Regions from separate parts of the Mus musculus genome. Here region 2 is linked to region 1. The links are chromatin contacts, called in public Hi-C maps. All regions are on one chromosome and are shown on one strand. Each heading gives the region's core, a stretch centred on a gene start, on an enhancer-like site or on the middle of the called end of the contact. The rest is flanking DNA. Distances are from core to core; before and after follow the strand shown.

Evidence for each region. Hi-C and Micro-C count contacts between places; a contact is called where the count stands out from the background.
Region 2: a contact with region 1 is called in a Hi-C map of group 2 innate lymphoid cells, with 2.3 times the contacts expected there. The contact joins two enhancer-like sites. A contact is called at or near these places in 7 of 484 Hi-C or Micro-C datasets (the HL-1 cell line, astrocytes, bone marrow-derived macrophages and 4 more) and 3 of 9 other capture datasets (adipose tissue, liver and pancreatic islet).

What each region holds. Positions count from the first base shown.
Region 1 is chr11:90,530,374-90,534,513 of GRCm38.p6, reverse strand. The region is part of intron 16 of Stxbp4 (syntaxin binding protein 4); the gene reads left to right. Among named protein-coding and RNA genes, the nearest start is that of Gm34850, 60 kb to the right of the region's middle. Within about 2 kb of position 2,298, at least 2 of the 459 cell types and tissues checked have an H3K27ac peak or open chromatin away from gene starts, as enhancers often do. A contact at or near this core is called in group 2 innate lymphoid cells, where this site is marked.
Region 2 is chr11:90,613,678-90,617,817 of GRCm38.p6, reverse strand. The region is part of intron 4 of Stxbp4 (syntaxin binding protein 4); the gene reads left to right. Among named protein-coding and RNA genes, the nearest start is that of Stxbp4, 22 kb to the left of the region's middle. Within about 2 kb of position 1,912, at least 7 of the 459 cell types and tissues checked have an H3K27ac peak or open chromatin away from gene starts, as enhancers often do. A contact at or near this core is called in group 2 innate lymphoid cells, where this site is marked.

The DNA of each region.
Region 1 (4,140 bases), core at 1,049-3,548:
GGGCGTGTCTACACTTCCCCCATTCGGTTCCCAGGCACTTGTGCCTCATCGTGAGAATTTCAACTTTTAATAACTGTTTTCAGCACGTCATTTGTTCCCCTGCAGTGAAAATTTATACATGACTTTCCTAACTCCTACATTATTTATAAAAGTCAATAATAACATATCCAAAGTGAAATAGAGAAGAAATAAGATGATCAATAGGTAAAATCTTTAGCCCAAGAGCACTAGGCATTGTTACCTACACATAGCATCCCTATAAAAGTGAGAGCCATGCATATAGATTCCTGTGCACAAGTTCATGGGCATCTATAACATGACTGACTTGTTGAGCAGTTCCTACAAAGCTCGAGACACAGGAAAATGCAGTCTTTTATTGATTTACTCAGTGGTTCTGAGCCTGGAAAAGTTAGGTCATATTTAAACTATGCAAACATATTAGGGTGTCTAAAAAAAATCATATTCCATGATTAGGTAGCTAAAAATTCTTTTACATGAATGTCTTACCAGACCTTTGAAAATTACGAGACAGAATAACTCTTTGATGCTCAAGACTATCAGCTGTATTTTATATGTTAGTCCGGAATGAGGTACGGCATCCTTCCTATAAACATCAAAAGTGCACCCCCAACACTGTGGTCATAAATAAATAGTGCCTCATGCATTTCCACAGATGCCCTCGTGTGCACCACACTCGGGCTGAGAACCCAATACACATCAGCCCAAACTCATCAACAACAGTCCCCACGTGGACAGAGCTGTAATAAACGTTAGATGAAGAGGAAAAAAAAAATCAAGTAAATGAAGATAATAAAATATTCAGAACATAACCACATATGACAAATAAAATTAATTATTATACTTAAAAACATGATATCCTTTATACAAGAAGCAATTACTATTAAAGAAACAAAATCTGAGGAAGGTTTTTAAAAGAAATTTTAAATGTCTTTTCCTATTATGAATATAATACCTACTCAAAAGAAGTTTTATAATGATTAAATAAACTTTGTATAAAGCACTGTTTCTACTAGATTTTCTAGCCAAAAAAAGCTATGTTTTTCATTTAATTTAATTTTTTTTTTTTTTTAGTTTTGAAGTTCTATATTATGCAGTAAATATTTAGAAGTAGCAATGCTCATTCAACAAAGATGGTGGCTGAGGCCCAAAGAAGTTAAGTAAAGACTGAAGTCGCTCTTTAAACAGTGCACATCAGGGTGGAAACTGGAAACCTCCATATGCAGATTACTTCACCTCCGCGTCTGCTGTCTGAACTCTATTCCTACACTGCTGGTGTGCTCCTTCCCAGTGTGACGACACAGCTTAGCCAGCTCACCTCTGTTCACACCATCAGTTAGTGTAAGGCAAGGATTTATTAACAGCTGTGACTTGCTTCAGAGCTTGGCCAACGTTGACACTTCAAGCTGATTGTTCCAGAGAGCTGACTCTTGCAGTGGTTCCCAGCCTTCCTAATGCCTTCATACAGATCTTCAGGTTGTGGTGGCCCCAGCCATAAGATTATTTTGTTGCTATTACACAAGCGTCATTTTGCTACTGTTAGGAATAGTAATGTAGATATGAGATGTACAGGATATGTTACTCCCAAAGGGGCCGTCATATACTGCTTAAGAAGCGCTGCTCCAGAGGCTCTTTCTCTTCTAACACCATATTACCAAACACGATAGCTTTTAAATTGCACTCACTTCATAACTCTGAACGTACAAACTTAAAAGGTACAAAGAAGAACGAATCATAAAATGGAACTTTCTACATAATACTAATGTTATTGTTAAATATCCTATTAACCATTGCTCCATAACAAATCACCCCAAAATTTGACAGCTAAAATATTTTAGTATTCTATCTTATGGTCCTGTTGAGTTGCTAGGTGTGGCTGAGCAGTTCTTACTGTGGGACTCTCTGATGTAGTTACAGGCAGATAGCTCCTGACTTTACAGGCATCCGATGAGTCTGCTAGGCTGGACATCCAAATGGCTACTCAACTTGGAATGTCGACTAGAATACCCGTCTCTTTTGTACCCTCTCCAGCATGGAGGCCTTAGGAAGCAAAATGTTCACGGTGGCTCAAAGCTCCCACACAGATGGTTAGATGGGCAGAAGAGAAAGTGCAACTGCTTCTGTGGCTCAGCCTCCGGAGCTACAGGGTTTTACTTAGACCGTCTTCTGTCCATCTGCTCAGATTCCAGGGACGGGGCTCAGGCCCCATGCTGGGTGAAGAGGTACCATGATCACATTTTAGAAGATTGTGTAGGCAGAAGGTAGTTTTGTGGTTACCTTTAAAGAATCTAACTTTCCATATTAGATTATATCAGATATCAGCAAGTTAGTCATGAAGGCTGCATAACATCTTCCGTGTGTCAGTTAACATGTGGCATTTAGCAGAACAACAGGCTCTCTTTTTTATGTCTGTCCCTCCCCTTAGCATCACTACCTGCTGTTTGTTTTCCTTCAGCATCCTACTGTCTCTCCCACTCCCAATCTTCTCTAAGCCAGGAACCAAAAGCATACAGGTGGATGACTGAATGGATGGGTGGATGGTCAGGGGTTGGAAGCGCAGCTGAATAAATGGATATAGAGGTAGGAATGCAAACACGAGAGAGAGAGAGAGAGAGAGAGAGAGAGAGAGAGAGAGAGAGAGAGAGAGAGAGAGAGGAAGAGAGAGAGAGAGAGAGAGAGAGAGAGAGAGAGAGAATGAGAATATTTCCTCCTAATTTTCCAATTGTTAAGGCATGGGTATAAACCTGGCTGGTCAGTAGCATTGCCTGGCTTGATGCGCTCCCATTCACAGGCCCTTTGGGAACTTTTGAGACAACAGATACATGGCTGAAGATGGGAAACCATGCTTCTAAAATATTGTCTGTCCACTTTATATGGTGGGTATATGTTGAAATTTTTATGTAACCTAATACATTTTTAAAAATAAAGTTATATATCAAGAAAACATAACAATTGATTATATAGAGGATTTCTCTGCATCTTAGAAAGGGCTGAACTCAATCACTTCTAATATATATGTGGAGACCAGTATTCTATGTTTAAACATTTTTATGCTTGTGTGGAAACAGTAGGGGGAAACACCTGCATACACATAACCCAGTGGATATTGTTGTCATTAATTTTAATTACCTCACTCACATTAACCATTAGCTCTGTCAAACATGATTATTCAAAGAAAATATTTGAAATTCAGCAGAACTTCTCTGGAAGAGAACAGAAAACCGACACGTGCACTCTTTATCCTCCACAAGATTGTATGTGCTTTGCTGTTTAAAACCAGCAGTGTCTATGCTGTCTTCTTTAAAGCATAGCTGTTAATGTTGGCATGTTTTGTCAGTGCTTTTCGGATTTATAGGGCATACCTCTTTAACTTTAATGATTGAGAGAAACTTAGCTCCTTTGCTTTTTTTCTGTAAGCAGTGGTTTTTAAAATGTATATTAACAGGAAACAGAAAATCACTACAGCGAAGTAGCTCAGTCAGCCAAAACCCCCAACCTCATTTCTTTTGCCTTAGCTATCTGTGTATTTCAAGTTATAATTTCAAATATTGACTTGGGTAATGGTTTCCACTTTCATTTAATAAAAATACATTCTAGGATAATACACTAAAATTCTTCCTTGGAAACCTGTAGGATAAGTTTTTTTTTTTTTGAATCTATATCTTTTTTTACAACTTTTAAAAATTTTTGTTTTTATTTTTTATTATAATTATCATCATCATATCTTTTCTTATAATCATGATTCCTTTCCCAGCCCATCCTCTGACAGTTCTTCATCCCAGTCCTCCTCCCCTTCTCCAAGAGGATGTCCTCAGCCCCCAACGCCACACCACCACACCACCCCTTCCCTGGGGCCTTATGTCTCCTGTGGGTTAGGTGCTTCTTCTCTCACTGAGGCCAGACCAGGCACTTCTCTGCTGTATGTCTGTCAGGGGCCTCATGTCAGATAGTGTATGCTGCCTGGTTGGTGGCTCAGGGTCAGAGATCTCAGGGTTCCAGGTCAGTTGAGAGTGCTAGTCCTTCTCTAGGGTCACCCTCCTCCTCAGCTTCTTCCAGCTTTTCCCTAATTCAACCACAGAGGTCTCCGACTTCTGTCCATTGCTCCAGTGTAAGTGTCCGCAT
Region 2 (4,140 bases), core at 663-3,162, 84 kb before region 1:
TTTAAGTTCTAAGTTATTAATGGTTTAAGGTATACAATGATAGATATATTTTAGCTATTCAAATTAAGTTATTAGCTAAAAGACAATTTAATGTTAAAGATAAACAAATTGAAGCCCCTCCCACCAATCCTTTTGGTAAGAAGTCGGAGGTTCACTCTCATTTCAGTTTTAAAGCTTAGAGATGTGGGCTGGGAGAAGGGAAGATATGGGGCATTTAGTATAGTTTAAGCTGTTTGCTTGCCTGCTTACTTGTTTGAGACAGAGACTTTAATGTTTTAATCCTGGTGTACCTGGCACTCATTTGTCACCCACACTGGACTCCAACTCATGTCGATTCTCCTAACTCAGCCTCCAAATGTTCACTATTCAAGGCACAGGTCACCATGCCTTGCTGCTTAATATACTTGGGGTAGGGTGCAGGAATAGTTCAAGGTGCCTGAGAAATAATACAGGTCTACCTTTAAAACAAGGAACAATTAATTTATCCTTTTTATTTCCACAAATATTTAAAATTAGACTAATAAATTGAAAGCAGTAATTTTAAATGGCTTTATCTGCAGTAAACCATAGCAAATTAAGAAACTATGTTCATGATATATATGCCTTTTCTTTTTTTAAAAAAATTTTTATTAGATATTTTCTTCATTTACATTTCAAATGCTATCCCAAAAGTCTTCTATACCCTTCCCCCACCCTTCTCCCCTACCCACCCACTCCCACTTCCTGGCCCTGCCGTTCCCCTGTACTGAGGCATATAAAGTTTGCTAGACCAAGGGGCCTCTCTTCCCAGTGATGGCCGACTAGGCCATCTTCTGCTACATATGCAGCTAGAGACACAAGCTCTGGGGGTACTGGTTAGTTCATATTGTTGTTCCACCTATAGGGTAGCAGACCCCTTCAGCTCCTTGGTTACTTTCTCTAGCTCCTCCATTGGGGGCCCTGTGTTCCATCCAATAGCTGACTGTGAGCATCCACTTCTGTATTTGCCAGGCACTGGCATAGCCTCACAGGAGACAGCTGTATCAGGGTCCTTTCAGCAAAATCTTGCTGGCATATGCAATAGTGTCTGCATTTGGTGGCTGATATATACCTTTTCTTGTTAGTTGAGGTGTGCAAAATCCATTCTGATGGATTGTTTTCTTCATTCACCACTAGAGAGCAGTGTGGAGTTATTAATGTTCAGGTCATGTGCAAAAGAAAACCAATTAGACAAAAAGTGTACAAGAATAAATAATCCTTGGCTCCTTATGTTTATTTTAATATTCCTTAAGATGGAATGCTGTGAGTAAACACAGAACAGATGCAATGTTACTGCAACTGGTTTTGATACTAATATGCTACTAGGGACCTTGATTCTGTTTTAAGCTTTCAACCACACTTGGGAGTCAACCACACACAAGATAGATAGATAGATAGATAGATGATAGATAGATAGATAGATAGATAGATAGATAGATAGATAGACAGACACAAGATAGATAGATAGATAGAGAGAGAGAGAGAGAGAGAGAGAGAGAGAGAGAGAGAGATAGATAAGTTGCCCAGGCTGGCAGATGGATCAATTGTTAGTTATTTTCAGAATTTTATGTGTCCTTTAACTTGACTATAATTTATTAAAACTCCTCTCTCTCTCTCTCTGTCTGTGTGTGTGTGTGTGTGTGTGTGTGTGTGTGTGTTTGTACTTGATTTTCTATGTCTTGACTAAATGTGTGTAGTACCTATGGATGCCCGAAGAGGACGACAGGTGTTCTGTAGCAGAATTCTTGTTAGCTCTTGTAGCTATACACTGAGAACAGCCCCACAGGTCCTGAGTAAGGAGAGGCGAGGATCTGAAAGCCCTTTCTCCCGCATGAGCTGGTCTCTGGCAGTCTAGAGCCCTCCGAGGCCGCCTTAAGCCTCTTGCTAACCTCAGCACTCCCTTGATCAGCTCTAACTTCCTGGTACAAATCTCCACTTAGTTCTCCTAGAGGGGTCCTAGGTGCAGCACTTCTGAGGCACAATCTGTGATGCTTAACCTCGCACCTTCCTCTCCTTTCTTCCCAAACAACGGCCTCTTTTCAATGGCTGTTCAGAGTCATGTCCTTCCTCCCATATCATTAAGATGTACCAGTTATCTTAGTATATACTGCTGACCTTTTTACTCTCTGTCTCTTAAACCCATTAATCAGTCAGGCAGCGCGCGCATGCACAAGCTTGTGTGTGTGTGTGTGTGTGTGTGTGTGTCTGTCTGTCTGTCTGTCTGTCTGATATAAGCACATGTGTGTATATTTGCTGGTACAATTACATGTATGTGTACACGAAAATGATGGAGGCCAAGGTTAATGTCAACCATCTTTATTTGTCACTCTCTACCTTAATTTTTGAGACAAAGTCTCTTACTGCTCTTAGATCTGGCTAATTAAGCTAGTCTGGCTAGAGCCCATTGCCTATCTCTGCCTTCCCAGCACTGGAATTGCATACACTTTATTATGTGTGTGATGGGGGTCTGTACTAGGGTTCTCCTGCTTGCAGAAAGGTGGGGTTTTTTTTTTTGGCTGAGCCATCTCTCTAGGCTCTGTCTTTAGGTTGTCATTGGCTTTTGTTGCAACTCTCAGTAGCTTTATCTACTCTTAATGCACCTTGCCTATTTCCTCTCCCACAAAGCTACCTTAGTATTATTAGTAACCTGTACGCCCCTGTGTAGACTGCTTCTGCCTTCAGCTCTTCTTTTCTCTAGCTCTACCCTTACAAGCTTGTCTTCCCTCTTTCTGAAAGAGCCATTCCTTCCTTATCTCGGTCTAGGTATATTGTTTCAGGACCAGTGCCTCCTTCTCATTCTACTGTTCCAGATATCAGTTTATAAAGCAGTTGGCAAAGGACTTGTTTCCTGTCCTCCGGTGCAAGTGCAGATAAGGCCAGGTTTTGTTTTTCCTGTATGTGTGGCTAGTTCTTGTTCCAGTGCTTCCTATCAGCTGACTCGGTGTCTAATGGTGCATCTGTGTCCCTGATCGCTTTAGCTCAGTCTAACCATTGCTCATTGTACCTCTTGATGGCAAAGACTCCATCCGATTTCTTCATCATCGTCATTCCCTTAGTGGGAGTCACTCAGATACTATTAATGAATGGCTTTGCCACAGTCATTCTGTCACAGTTCTCTCCACTATCCACTGCCACCAGCTTCCTTCCAGACCAAGGTTCATCTCCTTAGCCCTGTGTATCAGAGCATTGATAACATTTTAAATTGTTTGAATGATTGTTTTTCTCTCATTGCTAGTAACATAAAGAAGAACGCTTCTGTGTTGATTTGAAGGAACTTTGTGTATTGCATATAGTTGATCCTTAAGACATGTTCAAAATACATAGAAAAGCTCTCTATAGAACATGCACATGTAGCTATGTACTCTGCCTGTTTGCCTGGAAGAGTATATTTCCTCTCCTGCCTCTGAAATTGCAATGGCCCTCTGAGCCACTGCCATAGTATCCTCGGCAGCATTCTTCCTCGCCACATAAAGACATAATCTCATACAGCTATTTGTCATTTTACGTTTGATCGATTGAACAATTTATGTCAAGCTTGTAAGTAAAGACAAAGGTGCCACTGACATAAGTGCCCACGTTAGTAATGGTCACAAACTGGGGAGGGCCATATTTCACTTTCCGATTGTAGCTCCTTGGAGCATATGCTAAACACATTGCTGAACTAGGGTTAAAGCATTTGGATGCATGGGAGGGCAAAGCTTCTGGTAGACAGAGCCCAGTCCCATTGGTGCACACTGAGGGAGCAGTAGCCAAGACAGTTCACGTTGCAATGTCACGCTCTTCTTTGATGTCATTATTGTTTCCATTATGGTATAGCGTGATGATTTCCCAGAGCTCTGTCCTGGACCGCATTCATTTATTAGTGAGCTGTTATATTTTTTGCAGTGTGCAGGGGAAACAACCATGATGCCCTGATCTAGCCAACCATAGGAGTGAGCGAATAGTCTGAGAGTTAGCTGTATTAGTATCAAGATGTCTGGTTTCGAAGAGGGTAGAATTGGGTGTGAGTAAGGGGACAGTAGAAAGTCAGTGCTCTAATACAGGGAAATAACGTATATTTGTTCAGCAAAGATAGCATTTGAGCCTGGCGGTGGGGGTGTGACGGTTATTCTTGTAGAGAAA